Regions from separate parts of the Sus scrofa genome. Here region 1 is linked to region 2. The links are chromatin contacts, called in public Hi-C maps. All regions are on one chromosome and are shown on one strand. The core of a region is the stretch at or near the end of the contact, and the rest is flanking DNA. Distances in the headings are between cores, read along the strand shown. Region 1 holds the start of DPYSL5 (dihydropyrimidinase-related protein 5). Region 2 holds the start of MAPRE3 (microtubule-associated protein RP/EB family member 3).

Region 1 (4,159 bases), core at 1,115-3,614, 120 kb after region 2:
CAATTATCAAAGAAGACCTGTAAAACAGAATGCTGGGTTTTGACTGTTGCTTCCCATGTCAAGACGCTGCAGCCTGACATGAAAGATGCTTAGACAGCAAGCAAGACTCTGAGAGCCTGGAAAGCTCTGTTGAGCCCCTTTTTGTGTTTCCATTTCTGTCCATCTGCTTTCCCATGGGCGAGAAGACACCTCCTATCACAGAGCTGTCTCAGTCTTAGGTCAGCAGACAATACGGGAGGAAGCAGCAAAGGCTGGATGCACTGGCTTGGGTGTGGTCACTGGCCAAGAGAAGCACTGGTCCCTTGGTTGCAGGTTCTAAGACGGGGAGCCGCACCCGTGGAGGGTCATCTCCCCATTTTCCCACAATCCGCACCAGCCCCGGCTGCTCCCTCTATGAACACACAGCAGACCGTGGATGTGAGCCGTCTACCCAGACAAAGCCGGCCTCTCAGGGAACCCGCTCAGCAACGAGGCGACCTCCACAGGTCGTCCCCGACCGTCTCGCTTGTTGGTCAACAGCAAGGGGCAGGGGGCGGCGCCGCAGCCAAGAGGCAGCAAAACCAGGGGCGGCGTCTGTCTGCGGGTCGCACAGTCGGAGCGGACGCGCGGCTCACACCAGGGAACTATGAGCGGGGCTTGGTGGCCCCACACAACCCCCAAGGGATGAGCACGTGCCCTGTGATTTCTCCGGGAGCATCTTCTGCCCCAGAAAACTGCACACTCGAGTTCGGGGGGCGGGGGTCCTGGTTCGCGGTCGGGCGGGTACCAGTGCCGGCTATTGTTCTCCGGGTCTCCCGGGCGGGAGGCGTCCCCCGTCCCGCCTCCCCGGCGGCATCTGCCGCTGGACCAAGCCTTTCAGCTCCGCGAAGGCAAGGGTGTGCCTGCGGCGCTGCAGATGATCACGAAACCCTAAACGAGTCCCTATGGGCTGGTGTCAAGCCGGGAGACAAAGCTCCTGGCGGGGACAGGCAGCTCGGTCCCGGATCCGCCATCCTGGGTCCGTCGCCGGGTCCCAGAGCCACGCCCAGCCCGCCGCAGGCCCGCCAGGCCCCCTCGCCGGAGCAGAGGGTCTCCAGGCCCGAGGCCCGCCCCCAGCCACCTGCCCCTCCCTTCCCCGGAGACCTCCCTCCCCAGGGAGACCCCTCCCCTCGCGGCGCGGGTCTCCTCCTCCCAGGCGCCGACCCTCCTCGAACCCAAGCAGTCTCCACCCTCCCGCTGCCCTCCTCCCCTCCGCGTTCTTCGTCAGCCCCAGCCTCGCCTCGCGCCACCTGCTCCAAGCGCCTCTCCTCCGTCCTCAGACCCTTCCCTTTCCTCCCCAAACCCTGCTCTCCTCTCCTCCCTCCTCTCAGACTTGGTCACCTGTCCCCACCCAGTTTCCCCACCTCCCCTCTTTCCTCATCTTTGGTGAAACAGAGGCCTCGTCCCTGCCTCTCCCCATCCCAGCTTCTCGCCAGCTCGGACGCCTGCCTCCTCCCCAGGTCTTGGGGTGTCGACATCTCTCGCCCGCCAACTCGATGCAGCCGGGAGGGCTCCTGCGCTGGGCTCCGGCGAAGGGACCCAGCTTGGCGCCCATTCTGAGCCGGGCAGGGGGCAGGCGGCCTTTGTGGTTCAGACAGGTGCCTCGGAGGCGGCAGGCGAATCGTCCTCGGGCGTCCGCTCGGTTAACCAGGCGGGTGGAACCGGCCGCTGGGTCCGGTCGAGGCTGGGCAAACCCCAACTCGGAGGCGAGAGGGACAGGAGGGTGTGTTTGGGGGGGGGGGCAGAGGGCCGAGCCCATCTAGGGACTCGGACAAGACGCGCCCAGGACCAGAGAAGCCCCCTCCCGGGCTTCCAGCCATTCGCTGCAGCTCGACGAGTAAGGGTGGGCGCCTACTGTGGCTAGGAGTGAACCCCCTCCAACCAAGCCGCTTTCTCACCTCAGTTCTTTGCAACCCCACAAGCATCTATCTATTAAACGCCTACTGTGAGCAAGGCATCATCGCACGGCGCCCTGGGAGCCCTGCGGGCTTACAAAGAGAAACCGATTCGGGACCCCGTTTAGCCCGGGATGACCTCCAGCAATCCCAAACCATACCTCCGCGCGTCCCCAGCAGCGGGGCCCCTCGACGCACTCCGGCCCCCGCCCTATTGTGCGCCTCTAAGAGAAACAGAGACTGTGTGAGACGATGTCCCAGCCCGGGGAGAAAAAGCCCACCACCCGCCCCGCCATCACCCACTCCTCCGGGGAGCCGCGGCTGCGAGGGTCCGTCGGTGGCTGGGTTCTCCTCCTGTCTCGCCGCGGCGCGGGAGCTGCGGGTGCTCGGGGCGGCGGCGGCTGCACGCGCGCTCGCTGGCTCGATCGCCGCCTTGGCGCGCCGGGCGCTGGAGTCCGAAGCCGCGAGCAGGGGAGGGGACTTGGGTGAGGGCTGGAGGCGGCCTCGGCCAATCACAGTCGCGACGGCTCCTCCCCCTGTGCTCCCCACCTCGCGCGAGCAGGTTAGGGGGAGGCGGGAACCGGCTGCGCCCCGCATCCTCTGCGCCTTGGGACTACAACTCCCAACAAGCCCTGCTGCAGGGCCGGGGGCCGGGAGGGGGCGGAGGGCGCGGCCAGGGAACCCGCCGACCCCCTCGCGCCCTTCTCTGCATTCCTTTGGATTTCCATGGTGACTCCAGACCCTTCACAAAGCCCGGGCGCGCGGACGCGCGGCTGCATGCGTCCCCTGGGAGGGCCACCGCGTCCCCTCCCCCTGCAGAACCCCACCCGAGGGGCTGAAACAATGCCCCGGGCGCCTTTCCTCGGCTGCCGCCTGGCCGGCCGGTCCTTGCAGGCCCGGCTAAAGGCCGCTTGGTTCCAGTCAAGACCCAGTCCGACGCCTTTGAGATGGGTGCCCGGCGAGACTTCAGGATGGAGAGGCCCGGGGGGTATAGTTCTGGGAAAATAATCTCAAGTACAGCGGGGTCGGCCACTCGGGGTCAGTGAAGTTCGCCTCTGTCCCCTCTAGGGCCTCGAACCTGAGGTGTATTCGGCGGCGCTGAGCTAGGGCTTCTCCATCCGGAGCCCTTAGATCCAGCTGCCTGGGCTATTTCTGACACCTCCTTTAAGGGCATGGTGAAGCCTCCGGAAATGTATTTTTTTTTTAACAATTTACATTCGCGTCATCCTTTTTCTTCACGTTTTGAACGCCCACATAATTTAACAAAATCAACAAATCTTAAAAAAGGAGAGAGAATCACTACGCCTTTGTACCACCTCTCTGATCCCCTCCCAAACCTTTACTGTATATCCTTCATTTCACGTAGTTGTAATAACAGCTCGGATACGGTTTAGTAATCTGCCTCTTTTCACTTAATGTCACGTCAAAGGCGTGATTCGCATGATGATAACATGCAGCATGGAGTCCTCATACCAACCCCAAAACGCGGTCCCTGGGGAACCCCAACGGGCTGCTGCAGAAGCCACTTCACTGCCAGGCCTGCCGGGTGAAGATGAAGGAGTTCCCCTGGCTGTAGCCGCACAACCATGGCCCTGAGAGATGGTTTTCTCTGCAGTATATTTTCAAACAAAATGGTGCTTCACTACTCCGGAGGGTCCCCTCTCCCATCACAGCAAAATCTCTCCGGACGTCTGGCCCCCACAGAACCAGTCGCAATGAGGTTGCCTTGGGCCACTTGCTCTGTAGCCCTTGGTGGTGGGCTTGGAGCCTCCAGCAGCCCAGGCTGGCATTTGGGACTGTACTTCTGAATTACCCCCATAGAGTCTCCACTTCTCATGGGAGGAAGGCTTACTTCTCTGGCCCCCTCTCACACCATGAACTTATTCAAGGAGCCCCCAAATGAGCCTAGGGACTACCTCAAACATCCCCAGACAGGAGGAGCCCCGGGAGGTGACTGTGAAAACTAGAGGGGCATGGCTCCTCCTTGCCACTGCTCCAGCTTGGGGCACCGCTCTAAGGATTCCCCCAGGCTGGCCACTTCTGCGCAGACCAGGGAGTTAGGTAAAACTGGTTGAGCTAGAGGGAGGTGGAGTGGAGGGAGCCCAGACTTGGCTCACCAGAGCTAGGTCTGCGGGCACGGTCCAGGCTGCACGTTTTGCCTAAGGGGGAGGGCGCCCTCTAGTGGCAGTAAGCGTTTTCTGCAGCATTTAGCGGACCTCAGGTTTGGACTCTAGCCTCTGCTTTTT
Region 2 (4,725 bases), core at 47-2,546:
GAATTGTTCAAACATGCTAGAACCCCTATCAGGTGACAGCCCCCCCGCCCCCAGAGACTCACAGGAGGCAGGGGGGGTACAAGCCTCAGATGGACACCAGAGTGAAACCTCAGTTCTTGTCCTTCCTCGCCGCTCTGCACTTGTTACCTTAAAGCACACTCTTATCCTTGGCTACCACTGGCAATTCACAGGTATCAGAGATCAAGTCCTGCCACGGCCCCTAAACGTACAACTAGTAAGCAAGCACTTGCTGTGGATACCAGGCCTGCTTCCAAACCTCACATTACACCAGGGTTGTACTGCGGGGGCCGGGTAGGGGGGGTGGGGGGTGGGGGAGGGCATTTTAAAGAGTACTGCAAGATGCTTATTCACAGCACCACACCGGGAGCGCAGAAACTTCAGCTCCCCAACGTAACCTCCTCCCACCCCCGCTGCCTCTAGTCCCTCTCCACAGCGCCCGCCAAAGCAGGCGCTCAGCCCACGAGGCCACCGTGCACTAGCGGGTGTGCACTAAACAGTAGCTGATCATGATGGGGCCGAATGCTTCCCAGCAAATCGCTTCGGAAAGCCCCACGAGCTCTCAGCAGCCAGTTAGAACTGTCCAGACCTGCTTCCCCACACCAGCCGGGGCAGGAGCGTGTGGGTCGGAAACCTGAGGCCCCAAGGTTTGGGCAGGCCGAACGCCCCCCTCCCCCAAGTCTCCCCTCGCGCTCTCCCTTGTCACTCTTTTCCTGGCATATCACCGGGGAAAACAGGAGAGGCCAGAGATGTCAGGCCCAAGAGGGGCAAGGAGAAGGAACAAGGGCGAACGGAGGCAGTTTTGGGGGGAAATCTGTCCAGGGCGGAGGTACGGAAGCGCCGCATCTTGTGGGGAAGGACCCCCAAGGTGGGTCTGGTGGGAGAGAGGGGAGGGGGAGTGGCTCGGGGAGGCCTGAGGGCTGAGGCCCCCGGGAGCCCGGGTGAGAGGGATGGAGGGAGGGAGGGAGGCCGGCGGCGGTGAGGCGCGGGTGGGGGGCGGAGGCGCGGGTAGGGTGGCGAGGGGGGCAGCCCGGTTCCCCTCCCCCAGGCCGGGCCCGGGCCTCCCGCTGACTCAGCCCCACGGCGTCGGTCGCCTCGGCCCGGACTCACAGTGCGCGAGGTGGCTCCGGCGGAGGCGGCAGGGGAGGGGGACAGGCGGCGGGGGCGCTGCGGCTGAGGCTGCGGCTCCGGCCGGTGGCTCTGGGGCGGAGGGTCCTAGCAGAGGCCGCCGCGGTCTCCGGCTTCAACGCACAGAGACTGCGGGGGAAGAGAGCACTGCGCAGGCGCGATGCGGCCACCGCTGTCAGTCCGAGCGGGGCGGGGCCAGGGCACCCGCCGTCTCCAAGGCAACTGTGCGGCGAGGGAAGGACAGCCCCTACCTCCACCTTGTCTTAGCTACGGCAGCGGGAGGTGGGGGGCGACGGGAACAGTCCCTCTAAGTTGCCATAGCAACGAGGAGACAACACCGCTTCATAAATTTACGGCGGTACCGGGGGAACGCTCTTACCTTGTCACCATGGCAACTGGGAACAGCCCCTTCCTTTTTCCGTAGCAACAGGGTAACAATTCCTCCACCCTAACAGATCACAGAAGGAACAACCGTTTACACCTGATTCAATAGTAGCCAGATGACAGATTCTGATCTGTCGCACGGCTACTGCAAAGGAGAAAGAAGAGACTATGTTTTCTCTTTCAGCGACACGAGAGAGCTAAAACTGGGTTTTCTCTCCTCTCGTGGTTTATGGCTCTCAATCCCAGCATGTCATTCTAATTCCCAAATTCAATTTTCCTCTACCTGTGTTAAACATTCCTTCTTGTCTCCTACCAGAAAGTCTGTATCTTTACCCCTAAATCGTCTATACATATATTGAGTTTCTTTCTTTTTTTTTTCTTTTCTTTCTTTTTTTTTTTTTTTTTTTTTGTCTTTTTGTCTTTTTAGGACAGCCCCGCGGCAAATGGAGGTTCCCGGGCTAGGGGTCCAATTGGAGCTGTAGCCGCCGGCCTACGCACAGCCACAGCAACGCCAGATCCAAGCCGCGTCTGCCACCTACACCACAGCTCACAACAACACCAGATCCTTAACCCACTGAGTGAGGCCAGAGATCGAACCCGCAACCTCATGGTTCCTAGTCGGATTCATTTCCACTGAGCCACGACGGGAACCCAAGGAGTTTCTTATCAACGTTATTGTCTCTCTCCCAACACATTTGTAAACAATTCCTATTTCTTTATCTTGCCCACTAGCCGGTTTAAATTCTGCGCCCTCCTTGGTATGTTCATTGGTGTTCCCGAATTCCCTATTCCAAGTCTGCTTTTATGGCTCTCCCCAGTTATTCTAGACTCCTCTTCTTCCTGGCCACACCTACTGTCCTTGTCTCCAGTGCTCTGCCCAGGACTCCACCATGCTCACCCCTTTGTGATTTCATCAGTTTGGTTCTCTTTGTGCAGATTATTTCTGGCTCTTCCTCCCTCAGCCCTGACTCCCGTGGATATCTTCAGGTCACCTCTGTCCCCATCTTGTACATACCTCTTTTTGTTACTCTCAGTTTGCAGTATTGTCCTTGGCTTACAAGTGCCTCCCCAGACTGTGTGCCCCCTGTGTGTCATCTTCATCTGCTTCCTCAGCATCTGGACCAAAAGTGATGCATCGTAGAATTCCAATAAGTGTTTATGTAATTGAATCAAGTGAAGACAAAGATTTTCTTCAAAGATTTTCTTTGACTCCCAAAGAAATGGATGAAAGGAGTCAAAACATTAAAAAAATTTTTTTGTTCTTCCTCATGTTCTCGAACTAACTGCCTCAGGGTCTCCATCGCTATTTCCTTATGATCTTTAAACATATTTCACCTTTAAATCCTACTGCAAGGATTCTCTCTCATTCCCTTACTTCTCCAGATTAATGCCCAAACTCTCTCCATCTGTTAATTGAGACTCTGGCTGGCATTCTGTTTTCTGACCCCTCACCTCTAGCTCATTTGCCTTCTGCACTGTCCCAAATGCTTCCACCAAATAAATTTCCTCACTTGTGACCTCCTGCATGACCCCCATCACCCTCTTTAATTTGGGTCAGCTCCTCACACCTTCCCCTTCCACCGTCTCCTCACCCAGCTCAGAGCCAGTGCGCCTGGTGATCCTGCTGGCCTGTTGACATGCTGCATTCTCTTTGATTGACTCAGAAGTAAGAATTCATAGGCTAGCATTCCTCTCCGAGTCTCCCTGTATAGCTCCCAGAGTTTCCGCCCCAGGACTTTTGGGGTCCAAGCACTCTGACGGAGCCCATTTTCCTAGGGGAGAAGGAGAAGGCAGCTGATTACAAATAGAGTGAGTAAGAAAAAAGAGGGACACGGCGTACGCTGAGTCAAGACGGTCTCCTCCCATCCAAGGTACTTCGCAGAAGGAGAGGGTTTCTTTTTCTTTTTTCTTTCTTTCTTTCTTTCTTTTTTTTTTTTTTTTTTTTTTTTTGTCTTCTTGCTATTTCTTGGGCTGCTCCCCTGGCACATGGAGGTTCCCAGGCTAGGGGGCGAATTGGAGCTGTAGCTGCCAGCCTACACCAGAGCCACAGCAACTCGGGACCCGAGCCGCGTCTGCAACCTACACCACAGCTCGCGGCAACGCCAGATCCTTAACCCACTGAGCAAGGGCAGGGACCGAACCCGCAACCTCATGGTTCCTAGTTGGATCCATTAACCACTGAGCCACGATGGGAACTCCAGGAGAGGCTTTCTTGTAGAGGATAACACCCAGAACAAGTCAAGTGGGTAGGACAGTGAAAATGCAGTCTATGCTTTTCCCTAGCCACAGAGTTGGAGAACTGAAGCTGTTCCTAACTGTATCTGTAGGGTGTCTGGGTGCTGCAAAGACAAGGGGAAATGTTCAGACTCAGTTTTTTTAAATAATTAAAAAACCTTTTTTTATTACAGTATAGTTGCCTTCCAATGTTGTGTCAATTCAGACTCGGTTTATTTTGCTTCTCCATTCTGAAGTTCCGGCTCATCTCCATGGTTGTAGGTGTGGACTTGGGTGGTGTAGATGGCCCTGAGTAATCCTGAGAAGAGACTATGATCCTTGTAGCCCCACCTATTTGTCACACATGGGACAAAGGACCGTTCTACAAAGGGTTTCTGTACGCATTTCATCCAGAGTCTCCGTATGTTAACATTTGACCATGTGTCAGTTATCTGTTGCTGTAAAACAAAGGACTCCAACTTCGTGGTTTAAAACAACAACTATTTCATCATCTCCATTTCTGTGGGATCGGCATTCAGGAAGAGCCCAGGTGGGTGGTTCTGACTCAGGGTTTCTCATATGGTCACAGTCAGATTGTGGCTGGAGCTTAAACAGCAGGGGGGTGGCCAGACAACCCTTTCTCTTTGTCTTGCCCCAGAGCAAGCTTTCTTACAACACGGTGGTTTCAGGGCAGTTGGACAACTTACACGGTCGGTCAAGGTTTCAAGGGTGAATGTAATAGTAAGAGAAAATCTGCATCGCCTTGGATAACCCAGCCTCAGCATCACTTCTACCATATCCTATTGTTTGAAAACAAAAACAAAAACAAGAACAAAACAAACATGGAGTCTACCTACTATCAAAGAAGGGACTGCAGGCTCCTCCTCTAAATGGGAGCAATGTCTAAGTCACTTCGTAAGAGCATGTGGATGGGAGACATTGAATTATCTTTGGAAAATGCAATCTGCCGCCCCTACCATT

The links. Hi-C and Micro-C count contacts between places; a contact is called where the count stands out from the background.
Region 1: a contact with region 2 is called in a Hi-C map of epiblast stem cells, with 1.6 times the contacts expected there. The contact joins the promoter of DPYSL5 here to the promoter of MAPRE3 in region 2. A contact is called at or near these places in 2 of 47 Hi-C or Micro-C datasets (embryonic fibroblasts and epiblast stem cells).

Annotation. Positions count from the first base shown.
Region 1 is chr3:112,250,599-112,254,757 of Sscrofa11.1, forward strand. DPYSL5 (dihydropyrimidinase-related protein 5) reads right to left here and starts at 2,365. Exons shown (of 13, transcript XM_003125320.3): 1 at 2,217-2,365.
Region 2 is chr3:112,134,783-112,139,507 of Sscrofa11.1, forward strand. It overlaps MAPRE3 (microtubule-associated protein RP/EB family member 3), which reads right to left and starts at 1,297. Exons shown (of 7, transcript XM_021087724.1): 1 at 1,129-1,297.